Regions from separate parts of the Gossypium hirsutum genome. Here region 2 is linked to region 1. The links are chromatin contacts, called in public Hi-C maps. All regions are on one chromosome and are shown on one strand. Each heading gives the region's core, a stretch centred on a gene start, on an enhancer-like site or on the middle of the called end of the contact. The rest is flanking DNA. Distances are from core to core; before and after follow the strand shown. Region 1 overlaps LOC107924207. Region 2 holds the start of LOC107913819 (sodium transporter HKT1).

Region 1 (7,798 bases), core at 3,562-6,061:
ATCAGAAATGCCATTAATTTTGAAAATATCACAGTACTCCAAAAAGTTAGCCAAATGAGTATCCGGATCCTCATTTTGCAAACCATCGAACTGAATAAGCTGTTGGATCATTTGAATGGTGTTTGGCTTCAATTCGAAGTTATTTGTAGCAATAGCAGGTCTCACAATACTCGATTCAGGCCCACTAAATTAGGCTTGGCATAGTCGTACATAGTACGAGGAGCAGGATTCTGATTTACAAGATTCACAACAACCACAGGAGGTAGTGGATTATTATGATTTTCAGCCATCTCCTCGGTAATATTGGTATCGTTCTTTTACTTTTCCTCTATATACTGTAGACTCTGCCTTATTTCTCTATGATTTCTACGAGATGTGCTTTCAATTTCACTATCAAATAATAGAGGTCCTGACGGGTTTCTTCTAGTCATAAACTAAAAGAACCTGCCAGAAGCAAATAAAAATAAAAGTTAGTAAATTAAAGTAAAAACGAAAATAAAAAAAATGGCTAAAGTAATAAAAATTAAGTGTTCCTAATATTTTAGTCCTCGGCAACGGCGCCAAAAACTTGATGGTTCATGAACCAACTAAAATTTCTATGAAGGCAAGCGCACCTATTGAATAATAGTATAGCTATGGTGAGTCCGGAATATGGTATCCACAAGGACTAAAAGTACTAGTAATAACTATCTTTCTATTATTTAGCCTAATAATTAAAAGAGGTGTTTTAATCTAAAATTAAACTAATTAACTATGAACGCGACAGAGATCGAATTGGGAAAATACTTAAGAAAACCAATGAGAGAGAAAATACCCAGGAAATAATCCACCTATACTTCACTTATTATTCTGACTCTGAATCAAACGATTTGTTTGCTTGTCTTGATCCGTAGAAATCCCTAAATTATATTAATATCTCTTTCGAGACTAATAACAACTGACTCTAGGTTGATTAATTGAAATCTCTTTCTAATTAAAACCCCTATCGCCTCATTAACTCGATCTATAGATTCCCCTATTAGATTTGACTCTAACCCGGTAGATTCATGTCGTTCTATTTCTAGGATTGCAATCGACTCCGCTCAATTATGCTAGATCTACTCTTAAATAAGGATTTTTGATCCACTAAAGAAGCTCATCTAACTTGGATTAATATCCTGAAAATATTAAGGCAAGGATTAAGAACACATAATTGAGAACAAAAACAAATATTTATTGTGTAATTTAGATAATTAAATAATAAGATCCATCGTAGATTTCATCCTCTCTGGGTATTTAGGGAGTTTAGTTCATAATGTAAAAGGAAAACATCTCAAATTTAGAAAAACAACAAGACATAAAAAAACTCAAATAAACTTCTAGAGAAATTTGAATGGAGATCTTCAATCTTGAAGTGGATGTGCTTCCAAAATGATTCCAACAGCTTTCTTTGAGTAATTTCTATTTTCTACTCCGTGCGCCCCCCTTTAGGTCTTCTTCTATTGTGTTTATATAGACTTTAGAATACTCGAAACCCTAAAAATTAGCTTTTTCCTCATGTTTGAGAAATAAGGAGCGATATCGACACGAGCTACCACATAGGCGCGTGGCTAGTCCGTGTGGCTCACACGAGCGTGTGCTTAGCCCGTGTGGAAATGGTCTTGGCCGTGTGGATCTTTAAATCAGCCTGTTTTGTCCGTTTTTGGCCTGTTTTTTGCTCCTTTTGTTCCCCTATGCTCTCCTAAGTATAAAACATGAAATTAAAGGATTAAGAGCATTAAATTCACTAAATTAAATAATAAATCATCCAAAAACATGCTAAACATGGGATCAAAATGTGTTACTTTTATGGTTTATCAGGGTTCTTTACCAAACTTTGATGTAACAATATATTATCCACATAAATATTAAAATTAATATTTTCCAGGATTTCCAAACTGTATTTTCTGGTACCACTGAAAATCAAGTCGTTATAGAAAAGCTGGAACTTAATTTTAAATTATTTAAGCCTTAATTATGCCCAATCGATTCTTTTGCTAGTTTATTGAAACAAAAAATGAATTTCATGTAGAACCAAATGAATAAAAATAAATGTAAATAATGGAGTTAGAGAAATGAGTCACACTCACAAATAAATGCGTTTTCTCATTGAGTATAGAAATGACAAAATTAATTTAAAGTTTTTGAATTGTTATTTAATTATTATAATTAAATAATTAAAGTTAGAAAATGGAATTAAATTAATTAGTTATTATGACTTCATTAAAAAATGAAATTAAATATATTTTTTCATAGATTCTTTTACGGTAAATTTTTCACGACTTTAATGGAATTATAATTAGGTTGAGAAAATTATTTAATTAGTATAATTAATTAAACTATTAAATAAATAAGATTTATTTTTGAAATAAAAAAAAAGTATTGGGTTGGATTAACTTATAAAGTATTGGATTAAAAGTCTAAGAAACACATATAATTACACTCAATAAATGAAAGGCCTAAAACTCTCTTATAATAGATAAGAGGGGCGACAAATCTAGGGTGGGTCACCCACCCCTACTCTACTTAGAGAGAGTGTATATTATATTAAAATAACAAGAATTACTATTTTTATCGGTTTCTATTGAGAGAATTACTTTTCTACTAAAAGTAACTATATAATTTCTTATTTTGTGTTTGTTTTGTGTTACTCGAGCTTACACTCAGCGCAATTTGTGGTACGAGGATAGTGAATAAGGTGGTTCGGTTGAAAAGGATCAGAATCCGTCTCCCACAAAATATAGATATTTTTCGATAAAAAAATTATTATTATAAATATCATAAACTAACTTGATTTTGAAAAATTTTAATCTTCCACTATACCTGTAAAACCCTTTTCTTAACTGAAATTTTCCAACACTCATTGTCTCCCTAGTTTGTTCTGTCCATGAATGTTCGTTCTAAGTTACTGGATGCTGCAGCTTGTCATGGTATTTTTAACTATCATCCTAAGTGCCATAAAGTTAAGTTGACTCATCTATGCTTTGTTGATGATCTGTTGGTCTTTTCGAAAGGTAATTTGGGATCTGTTGTGGGTATTTGGTGTGTTTTTCTCAATTTTACAAGCTTTCTAGATTGCATTTGAATGCAGCTAAAAGTGATAGTACGGATGGAGGAACACCGGAGGAGATTAAAGATATCACTAGGTTTAAACTTGGTAGACTCCTTGTAAGGTATTTAGGAATACCTTAAGCCACTAGAAGATTAATTGAGACTGATTGTTCTCCATTGCTTGAGAAAATAAAAACTAGAATTTCATGTTGGGTAGCAAACCTACTGAGTTTTGTTGGTCGTCTAGAAATTTTTAGCATTCAAAAATTTTGGTGTAGGCATTTCATATTGCCTAAATCAGTGACTAAAAAGATAAACCAGTTATGCATTAGATTCTTTAGGAAGGGGAATGATATTGCAGCTGCATGTGCTAGAGTCAATTGGGATCAAGTTTGTTGTTTAAAGTCTGAAGGAGGCTTAGGGATAAAGGAACTTGAATGTTGGAACAGGGCTTGCATTTTGAAGCTTATTCGATGTATTTTGGCAAGAGAGGAATCCATTTAGATTGTCTGGCTTAAAGAATATATCTTGAAGGGTGTTGATTTTTGGAATGACAGTCTTAAGTCTACGGCTAGTTGAATTTGGAGGAAGATTTTGAAGCTTAGGAGTAAAGCTTCTTCCTTTTTGGGCTCTTTTTCTCGTAGTTAGGAGGATCCGAATGTCTCTAAAATCTGGGTTAAGCTTAGGTCTCAAAGAGATAAAGTTAGTTGGCATAGCTTCGGATGGTTTCCATTGCCCATACCTAAGCATTCTTTGGTTACATGGATGACATTATTGGATAGACTTCCAACTAAAGATCATCTTATTAGAAGAGGGACGGTAACTAATGAAAAATGCTTGTTTGTGGGATAAAAATAGAAAGTAGAAATCATGCATTCATTGAATGTTCTGTTTCAAAGAGAATTTGGGAATCTATACTCAGATTATGCAAGATTGAAAAACAGGTACTTGGTCGGCATCATAAGATGTCTTGGGCTTGCTTCAAGCTTAAGGGGAGATCTCTAACTATCTTGATTTTGAAAATTGGTTGGAATGCTTACATTTATTTCATCTTGAAGGAGGGACCCAAGGCAATTTCAAAATTTGAGTAACAATGAGCAAGTTTTTTTAACATCATATATAGGATCTTGTAAGGCGTTGACTTAAAAGGAAATTGATCAATAGGGTTGATGTTGCTAATTTTCAACTTTGTAGGGATTGGGATATTATAGAGTGTTTGGGGTAGTGTATTGATTTGTTCACTTGTTTTTTTATTGTTTTGTACTTTGCATCAGAATTCAACTTCTTTTTGGATAATAAAATTCATCACTTGTCTAAAAATCCTTTGAATTTATTCAAATAACAGACATTTAATTGAGCTGAATCTATTTAACTCATGACATCTTAAGCTCTCGCCAATAGGATCCACAATAGATTACTGAACTCTTGCCAATCACATCACAATACATGTGTTGAGAACCCCTTGTGACAAAGATAGCTAAAGCCTTATAATACATAGTCAAGAAAGCAGCGGACTTTGATATTAAATTTTGGAAGTAATTAAAATTGTCAACAATTTCAACAGATTTTAGAGGAAACTAATTAAAATTTTAAAAAATTTCCCGAAATTTTGGGAGTGCAAGAATGATCTTAGCATAACCACCCTGAAGGGAGAAACAAGACAGCCACCATATTTAACGTATTAGTCTACATACATCTTCAACCTCAGACAACCCTACCATTCCGTCAGAGGCTCTCAATCAACCATCTCCATCAAATGCGGGCCTCCTATCCGGCTATAAATGGGAGCCTTAACATTGTCTGTCATTGTCAAACAATATGAATCTCAAAAGCATTCCATCCCTAAACCAACCAACCAACAAAAACAAGATTTTTGCACCCTCATCTGTGGTTTGCGATGGCTAATTGGGCTGTTCATATCTCACTAACCATGTGTATATGACAACTTGAGCTATAACCAGACAAGGATGAATGAAAAGAGGATGATTCTATAAGGGTTACAAGTCATCGGTTTGGCAAACCCTACAACCAACCTAACCTCACTAGTAAAGGTAAAAATACCAACAAAAATCATTTTATTATTTGCATTTAAAAAACCAATGTAACTACAAAATGTATATACAGATTTTATAAGTAGAACAACAAATCTCACATCTCTGACAAAAGGTTGCTGATCTTCCGAAGCTCTTTCAGAGCTGTCATTGCTGTAACTTGTCCTTTGCCAACTAGATTGCTTTTACCCAAGTTGTCCACTGATCCCACTTGAACTCGATCTTGCTGGAAAACAGACTCAAGAACCTGCAAATGTTGATTTCAATATGCAAAGGAAGTCAATCAACAATATCTTTTACATATTAAACATCCTGATCATTTACCCTAACCTATAAACTAGCAGAAAGGCCAAGAACGCCTAAAATGAAAACAAGTGTAACATGAAAAGGGAGGGATCTATAACATAAGTACATACAGAAGAAACTACCAACATCATTTAATACCATTGAGGATGGCTATTACCCCTAAATCCCACAATCCTTTTCAATTTCTAGGTTAATTAGGCATACAGCGTGAATCTACGAAACCCATCTACAAATCTTCACAAGACTATAGATCAAGTTGTATACAGCTTTCTTCACATGTAATCCAAACACACACTATTCAGGAAAGCATGAAAAATAGACAAAACTAGACTGTTTTGTTCAACAACAAAAGTATTATCCACATTAGTTTGAAGCTCTGCACAATTACAACAACCAAAATATTACCTGAATGTGTTCAAGCATAGACTGCCCCAGATTCTTCAATGTTCCCATTACATTCTGGTCCACAACATCTCTTTGGCTGGCAAGAGATGAATTACGAGAAGCACCAGCAACTGATGAGTCTGCTGTATTGCTCTTGCTATCACGATTTAGAGATTTTGCAGTCTCATTGGTACCTCCTTTATCCGATGCCTCCTGACTGACATTGTTTCGTCCAAACCTAAAAAGCCACTGAAATCTACCTGAGAGATGTCTTCTTTCTTTCATGGCTGAGACCAGCTTCCCTGAAGATTCATTCTCATGTGGAGAATTTAAAGGGACACCTTCAGGAGGAGGAGAGGAAACTGGAAGAGGTGAATCTTCAGGGTTACTTTGGTGGTGATCATCATTTTCATCTGACGATAAATTCGATGCAAAGCTACTTTTTTCTGTGTCATTTTCATGGTCATTAGTACCACTTCCAGAACTTAAAGGGTCAGAAAAAATAGAGGAGTTTTCTTCACTGACAACAGTTCCACTTCCACACTCACATCTTTCCTCAGCTCTGTAAATTGAACCTATGTTAGTATCATTTTGCTGCCCCTCTACCTGAGCTTCTGTAGAATGATGATCTCCTAAGTTGGAAGCATCAGAACAGCCTCCCTTTTCGGTATCTTCTTCCTCCAAGCCAAGTTGCCGAGTCAAATCATCAAGCAAACTACGCCTAACAGATGACTTATGGCCCTTTTTGTATTTCTCTGCTCTTGCAGGCGATGGATCAGATTCAGTTCTAGATAGCACCAGCTTTACTTTTTCCGACCATCTTTTTTTCCCACTTGGAGATAGTTTGTCTAAACTATCTTGCTTTAGTTCCTCTGCCTTATGCAGTACTCTCCACTTTTCTTCCCAGTAACTGTCGGGCACAAGAGATAGAGGAGTTTTTGGAGAAACTGGATGAGATGAAAGATTGTAACCACTAACTGCAGATTTGCTACGGTTATAAGAACCATCAAATATAGATGACAAAGGTGAAATTTTAGAATCCAATGCAAGAATTTGCAGTGGCTTCGCCTTCGCTATAAGTTTTCTCAGATTTATAGTCTCCGGCAAGTTCAAGAGTCTCTGAAGACAAGTTGTTGCATTTTCAGTGGCAAGCAGGGAAGATCTCACATAAAGTATCATAGAGACTGCCATAGCAGTTATTAATGCTCCACGGCATGAATTGAACATTTTAAAACTGGAATTCTCATCATTTCCAGAGTCTTTTTCAAGTGGGCTATTATCTGCCGTGAAGATCTCATCCCATACAACTAAGAGATCTTGAAGTGAAAACTCCCGTCCAAATAAAACCCGCAACCAGCGAAGTGCAAAATACTGGGGTTCAACACCAAGCTCGACGAGATGGCTATGCAGGGAAGAATCAACAATTGACAGTAAATGGTATAATGCAGCTGAGGCTTCAATGACAGGGGGCAAGCCACTCTGGGACTGAGCAGCAGGAATGGGAGAAAAGAAATCTGCCATAGCAACTGAACCATGAGCCCCACTCATCAGAGCCTCAAACATACAGTAGGCATCATGTTCAGTAAATTTCTCAGACAAGACAATACCAAGTTCACCTTCAGCTCCATAAGTATCACTTAGCAATACAATGGTCTGTATCTCAGGATCAAGCTCATCAAGACTCCTAGCTTTCTTTGAATTACCTTGAGATCCAATCTCATCTTCCATAGAATCTAAAAACTTCTTAAAATCAAAATTGTATGTAACATCATTTTCTTCAAATGACAATCCATCAAATTTGTCAATGAAATGGTGTTCATGTAGCTTTCGCACTTCCGAAAGACGCTCAACATCGACATGAAGAACATACAGAAGAGGTGCCAAGAGTTCATGCATTCCTACAAACAAGCAGGAAAGAGAAACAGATGAAGAGCCAGCTTGATGATTCGGATAATAAAATAGCAAGAACTACTAGTTAGTTGACTTTA
Region 2 (7,098 bases), core at 2,115-4,614, 260 kb before region 1:
ATGAAATCTATTCAATTTCATCAAGACCCAAGCCTATCTGAACCTCTTTAATGCTTATAATAGCTCAAATTTTCCATTTAATCACACTTTTATACACATTTTGAAATCTTTTTACAAATTGGTCCTTCTAATATTTTCATCAAAAATCACCTAGTAAAAGTTGTTGATCTAGCATTAAACTTGCATACTCTACCATTAGACATCAAAATACACAAATATCTTACATGGGTCAAACCCTAGACCTCAATGACCTCCCAAATTAATGGTAGAAATAGATAGATTAGGTTACAAGGATTTCAAAATTATAAAAATCATTAAAAACGAGGCAAGAATGGACTTACAATCGAGCTTGAAAAGTGGGAAAACCCTAGATATGTCTCCCTTGAAAATTTCAGCCAAGCATGAATAAGATGGACTAAATTTTGGCTTGATTTTTGGTTTTTAATTCATTTAATTACCAAATGACCAAAATGCCATTTTCTCAAAACACTAAAATTCTCTTACCTCATGTCTATTTTTGTCCAAGTTAAATTAAAATGGTTTAATTATCGTCTAAAGACCTTCAATTTAAAATTTCATAACAATTTGACACCTCTAGCATGTAGAACTCAACTTTTACACTTTTTTTGCTATATTGAGTACTCAAACGTCAAAATTTTCGAACGAAATTTTCATGAAATCATTTTGTAAAATTTTAGACCATTAAAATGTAATAAAAATAAATTTTTCTATGTCGGATCCGTGGTCTCGAAACCACTTGACTAGGCCTAAAATCGGGCTGTTACACACTGAAACTACTATTTTTGATACCATTGAAAAACGAGTTGTTATAGAACCAATTAAAACTCCTTTAACTTTGGGCTTTAACTTGTTTCGTAACTAAGAAACACTTATTTTAGGGTTTTCTCCTTATCAGTACCATTAGAGAATTCTTTATCATTAGAAATTTCTTTACCAACGGTGGGTTCACTTTATGTGTTTAAACCAACCTCCTAAGATCTGCCTTGATTCCCACCCAGAGCCTTAAATCTAGATCCTCCATTTTGTCTACCTTGAATGTCGTTTACCTTAACCCCCAAGCTTCTGCCATTACGCCATTGCCGACATTCAACTAACATCCAAAGTCCGTAGTCCTCCTCTTCAACTCGCTGATTTAGATCTTGAGAACCAAGTTTTTTCGGCATTGCCATATTGATGAGATTATCTTCCATTAGTGAATAGGCACAACCTTTCTAGCTTAAATCAGACCCATATCCATACAGACCACATTTGAAATAGACATAGGGTAACGACTCGTATTCAACCCTCTGAATATGACCATTAATCCTAACTTTAGAGATCAACGACTTTCTTAAATCAACACAAATGGCTAATCTAACGAAATAAGTGTGTTCATCAATCATAACCACCGAACTAATCACTTGTCTAATAACTTGGAGAATACAAGGTGAATAGTAACTTTCAGAAAGTCCCAACAACCAGATCCATACCACTTGGATTCCCCCCTATCCTGAGTCGTCAAAAAATTCGATGTACAAGGACGAATCGTCAGATACTGACCAAATATCACCCAAGGTCCATTTGTTAGCACTTTATTATAGTCATCCTCTTCACTAAATTGAACCAAATAATAATCATTTTCCAAACCCATTAATTGGAATGGAAAATTTGTTTTCCATAGTATTGTGATCCTATTTAGCAGTGCATTGAAGGCAATTTTCCTACCCAAAAGCTTTACATTCTTTATCTAACCTTTTTCGTTACCCTAGCTACAACCGAATTTTAGATATCAGGACTTGTTCCAACTATGAAAATCAGTGAGGGGGCTATTGGCTATAGCACCCAAACATTACTACTGTTGTTAGTTCTTAGTGGCTAGCCCTCCTGAGAGTTCCATAAAGTTAGGGAGGGAAGGCAATAGCCACATAGAGAGTTTAGGGTAGAGTGAGAGGATATTGTTTTTTTTTTCTTTGCTCACAATAAATTCGTATTTGTTCTTGTTTATTAATTGTATAGTTAAAATGAATAAAATCTCTATTATTAATAAAACCTATGTATTTAGTGTCATATTAGTAATTAAAATAACATTAAAGATATTCTTATCCATTCCAAATCTTTTTCCAAACTCGTACTTTTACATATATTATAAATTATAGAAAACAAATATCTTTACTCATCCAACATGTTTTTAAATTAAAAAATATATATATGAATTTTTAATAAAAATAAAACAACATTTTTAAATACCATATGGAGTAAATTTAGTATTTAGTTTTCCGGAGCAGCCTTTACCTCCATGGCGCAGCCCCTAGTCAGAATAATAAATAAAAAGTGATATTATACGGTTGGCTTTTATTATTATTATTATTATTATTATTATTATTATTATTATTATTAAAAAAGAGAGACATACCCCAATGCTCACAAAATTGGAGGAAAGAGTTATTAAAATGATTTTTAATCAAATGGTTATATTCTACTCCTTAGTGTAGATAATGTAATTTATTATAACCGTTGCGCCTGCATAAAATGCTGGCCATATTATTAGAATAATAAAACCAAATTAAATGAAGATCACCGAAAGAAAAAGGTTAAATTCTGTAAGCAGTCCCTATACTGTTATATTTCTTGTGAATTTGATCACTTTACTATAATTTCAACATATTTAGTCCCTCTGCTATTCAACAATCAAAATTTCAATCCTAAACTAAAGACGTTGAGTAACCTAACATGGCACTATTTTAAATAGAGAATTTAAGGTGTTTGACATGGCTTGTACACCTAAGCATGTATTATTGCCACGTATTTCAACCAAAAATAAAAGAAAACGAAAACCCTCATCCTCTAATACTTCTGGGCAGGGAAACAGTAAAGAAATGAAAATGAAATTGTGTTGGAGGTTCGTTGCTTGAAGCTGACCCAAAACATCTAAACGATAGGAAATTATCATAGCAATGAAAGAAGAAAATTTCAACACAAAAAGGAATTGAAGAGAAGCCGAAGTATGGGTTTAGGGGAATATACGCTGAAATCGAGGAAGCATGGATGAAACATTCTTTTCATTTCATATAATATAACCCTCTTTTCTTCATTTTCTTCCCTGTTTTGGGTGATTATACTACGTGGCAATCATAAATACCGACCTGTACACAGAGTACATGACACTCTAAAGCCACTTAATTACAGATAATGCCATGTCATGTTGTTTAACGGTACAAACGGTGAAAGTTCGTAAAGGATTTTCAATTAATACAAGGATTAAAATTGTTCAAACTATAGTGAATGAATCAAATCTGAAAGAACTTACAGGGATTATTTAAAACATTTAACCAATTATATATAGTTAAGTTGATTTGTCACATGTGCAGGGAAATCCCACTAAGTTTTTTTTTTTTTTATTTCTCTTTGAAAATCTCACCAAGGTTTTTTTATTTGTTTCTCTTGGGAAATCCCACTAAGTTGGACAAGAGCTCCTCTCTGCCCCTCTGTATATATACCCCTACTGCTCAAAGGTCAATATGTTATCATACAACTTTCTTCGTAATAAAGATGAGTAACACTATTATCTGCTTCGGTAGAAAATTGGAGCATTTTAGTAGCACTTCACGCTCCAAACTATCATGCTTCAACCAATCCTATCGTGGTTTGATATCCACTTGTTTCCGTTTCTTGGTCTTTAGAGTGAACCCTTTCTGGGTTCAGCTTGCTTATTTCATAGTCCTGTCTTTGGTTGGCTTCGGGGCATTGAAAATGTCAAAGCCAAAATCCGGCTCAGTTAGTCCTAAAAGCATAGACGTGTTCTTCACTTCTGTATCAGCAACAACGGTTTCAAGCATGTCGACTGTAGAAATGGAGGTTTTTTCCAATACCCAACTTATTATTATAACTATTCTGATGCTGGTAGGTGGGGAGGTCTTCACTTCCATGCTTGGACTTCTGTTGGGGAGGTTCAGGTTTGAAACACCTCCAAGTTTCGATGGGGACATTGTAAATTCTATTAGCAATAGGGGCCTCCAATCAGACTACAGCTTGACCTCAAAAAACATTGCCCAGGAAGTGGAGTTGGGTAGGATTACTTTTTCAGCCTTAGCGAATGAGAAACCTATCAATGACTTAGAAAGTAACAAAAACTTGACTTCCGATATTAAGAGTCTCAAGTATAAGGCCACTAGGTGTTTGGGGTATCTGGTTTTCGGGTATCTTTTAGTAGTCCACGCAGTTGGTTCTAGTCTAGTTTCTATGTATGTAAGCCTGGTTTCAAGCGCCAGAAAAACACTGAAAACCAAAGGTATTGATATACGAACATTTTCTTTCTTCACTGTCGTTTCTACGTTCGCAAACTGTGGGTTTGTTCCAACAAATGAAAACATGATAGTCTTCAAGAAGAATTCGGGTCTTCTGTTGCTGCTAATTCCACAAATTCTTATTGGGAACACTCTTTATCCAGCTTGCCTACGAGCCTTGATATGGGTTTTTGACAAAATGACAAAAAAGGTGGAGTTCAGTTACATCCTGAAGAACTGGAAGGAGATGGGTTATAGTCATTTACTGTCAAGCGTTCATTCTTGTTTTCTTGCTGCCACTGTTTTTGGGTTGACATTAGTTCAGTTTATTCTCTTCTGCTCAATGGAATGGAATTCAGAAACCATGGATGGTTTTAGTTCATATCAGAAAGTTGTGGGCTCGCTGTTTCAGGTGGTTAACTCAAGGTATGCTGGTGAATCGGTAGTTGATCTTTCCACCATCTCCTCAGCAATCTTGGTGCTCTTTGTTGTTATGATGTGAGTCTCTCTCTCTCTCTAGTCCGTTTTTATCTCTCTCTCTCTCTTTTTTAATTACTTGGTGTATATTCTTCAACAAAATTCCGTGACAACTCGCTAGCTAACCACATCCACTATGCACCCTTACCCCACATCAACCTCATCTTCATATTCTTCTTATCTAGAGAACATATATATTCCTTTTGATCATTGTTTTTAGGGAATATGTATATTATTACCTTTTGACTACTTTTACCCACTCCCATAATTCTCCCATTTTATCGAAAGGAATTAATGCCTACTCATATTTCTTATTTCAGAAATTTTCCTAATTTTTTTAATTTAAAATTAAAAAGGGTATTTTAATATGCGGGTTCAATATTTGCGGTGACTATGAAACAATTTTAAAATTCATAATAAACATTTACTAAGGATCTACAAAATGTGAAGGATTAATCAATAAGCTCGATCCGATTGATACCTTAAAAAAGCCAAAAAGAATAAATTAAGAAGGGAAGACGATGGATCTTATGATTTGGTAAAAATAAATAGAAGATTTTTTTTTATACTTTTGAAAAAAAAATTATTCTTCAATTTATTGTGCTTCGGTGGTATTTTTAAAATTCATGAGATTAAAATTAAATCTGCCAATATTATTAATTATAAATCAATTTAGAAATTTCCACCTTATTTTAATTTACTATTTTTTGTTTTACTATTAATTTAATTTAATTTTTAAAAACTACAAAAGTAATACTATTTTATATTTACTTATTACATATACAAATAATTATATTATTTATAGAAAAATAGTTGAATTTATATTTTAAAGATATGCGTACATGTTTTGGTGTTTGATGTCATTCCATCCATTTTGGTTGATAATATAGTGAAAACAAATGGGGTTTAGCACTTGCCTCGTTTAACTTTTGAAGTGGGTTTTGAGTATTCTGACCCCACAAATTCTGTATATAGAAGTTTTTCTTTTGTGTATTTAGCTGTTCAATATCTCCAGCCTCACATTTCCGCCATCTATTCTATCATATACGATTAACTTTGTTACACATACGTCATCATTGTATAAGTAAAAATAATTCAAGTTACATAATTGAACGTATTATTATGATTTTATGTTCGATTTTTGTATTAATTTATAATAATATAACATATATGAATAAATGTAATTTGATTTAGGGGATATATATATTTCATTCTTTATTTTTCAGGTATCTCCCTCCTTATACTTCCTTTATACCAACAAAATATCAGAAAAAGGAAATAGAGAAAGGAAGTCAAAATGAATCAGCAGGGAAGAGCATTTTGGACTGTGTTTTGTTCTCTCAACTCTCATACTTGGCCATCTTCATCATCCTAATTTGCATCTCCGAAAGACAAAAATTGAAGGAAGATCCCCTCAACTTCAATGTGTTAAACATCACCATAGAAGTCGTAAGGTAAATTGCCTCTTCTAATTTAGGTTTTCTATACCATTTTTTAAAATAAAAGATAGAGAATAGGAGAAGAGTTGTAGATATTGTAATTGAAATTACAGTAATACCTCTTCTAATTCCTTTTCTATGTTACCAACATAATCTTCTCCAGTCTGTTACTGATATTCAGACAGTTCCTCGCTCCTCGCTGCCTTCCATTTACAATACTCTTCTTCTTTCTCTTCTCGGTTTTTACGTAAGCCATAAACCTTTAATTTCTTACATCTATCATTTATATATAAAAAAATCCAACACCCAAGTCTTTATTTTTTTTTCAACTTTGATATGTAGTAACATGTCCATTCTCCGAAAATCTCAACATTCAATCCCCTTATCCCCAAGTTATCCTCCGCTTCTTTTTCACACGCTTCTCTTTAATCCCGGCCCGATCGACCCGACGACCCCACATCGGCCGACTACTACAAATGGGTTAATAAAGCCGGCGACTGTAGGCTATCTCCTCAACAAGAGCGCGAGAGACGGGTCCTTCAACACCATCAAAACCTTCAACTTCATCATCAATACGGAATACTCTCTCTCGATCTTCGTCCCTTTATCTCGTTTAGACAAAGGCCTCATGCGCAACCACGCGTTCAATTTACAAATTGCATGTCTCTATAAGATCGAAAGGATTGAAGAATCGTCGTGCGTCTTAGACGATGATGAGAATGGTGGGTTGAAGGCTACCACCTTTCATCACATTGTAATTATGTTGACAAAGAAGAAGAAGATGGATGATGGATCTGATGAGAGTCGCGGAGTTTCGTTGGACGTAATTACATAAAATATTTTACCATTTTTACTGACAGGATACTATTAAAAAAGTAAGTTGACGGTGACGGAGACGA

What was found. A called contact is a pair of places that touch in the nucleus more often than the background predicts.
Region 2: a contact with region 1 is called in a Hi-C map of leaf, with 2.0 times the contacts expected there. The contact joins the promoter of LOC107913819 here to the enhancer-like site in region 1. A contact is called at or near these places in 3 of 34 Hi-C or Micro-C datasets (all in leaf).

What each region holds. Positions count from the first base shown.
Region 1 is chrA08:22,804,509-22,812,306 of Gossypium_hirsutum_v2.1, reverse strand. LOC107924207 reads right to left here. Exons shown (of 5, transcript XM_016854580.2): 4 at 5,832-7,708; 5 at 5,128-5,367. The coding sequence ends at 5,218. Among protein-coding and RNA genes, the nearest start is that of LOC107924207, 5.8 kb to the right of the region's middle. Within about 2 kb of position 4,811, at least 4 of the 9 cell types and tissues checked have an H3K27ac peak or open chromatin away from gene starts, as enhancers often do. A contact at or near this core is called in leaf, where this site is marked.
Region 2 is chrA08:23,060,052-23,067,149 of Gossypium_hirsutum_v2.1, reverse strand. LOC107913819 (sodium transporter HKT1) reads left to right here and starts at 3,364. Exons shown (of 3, transcript XM_016842505.2): 1 at 3,364-4,781; 2 at 5,987-6,214. The coding sequence starts at 3,550.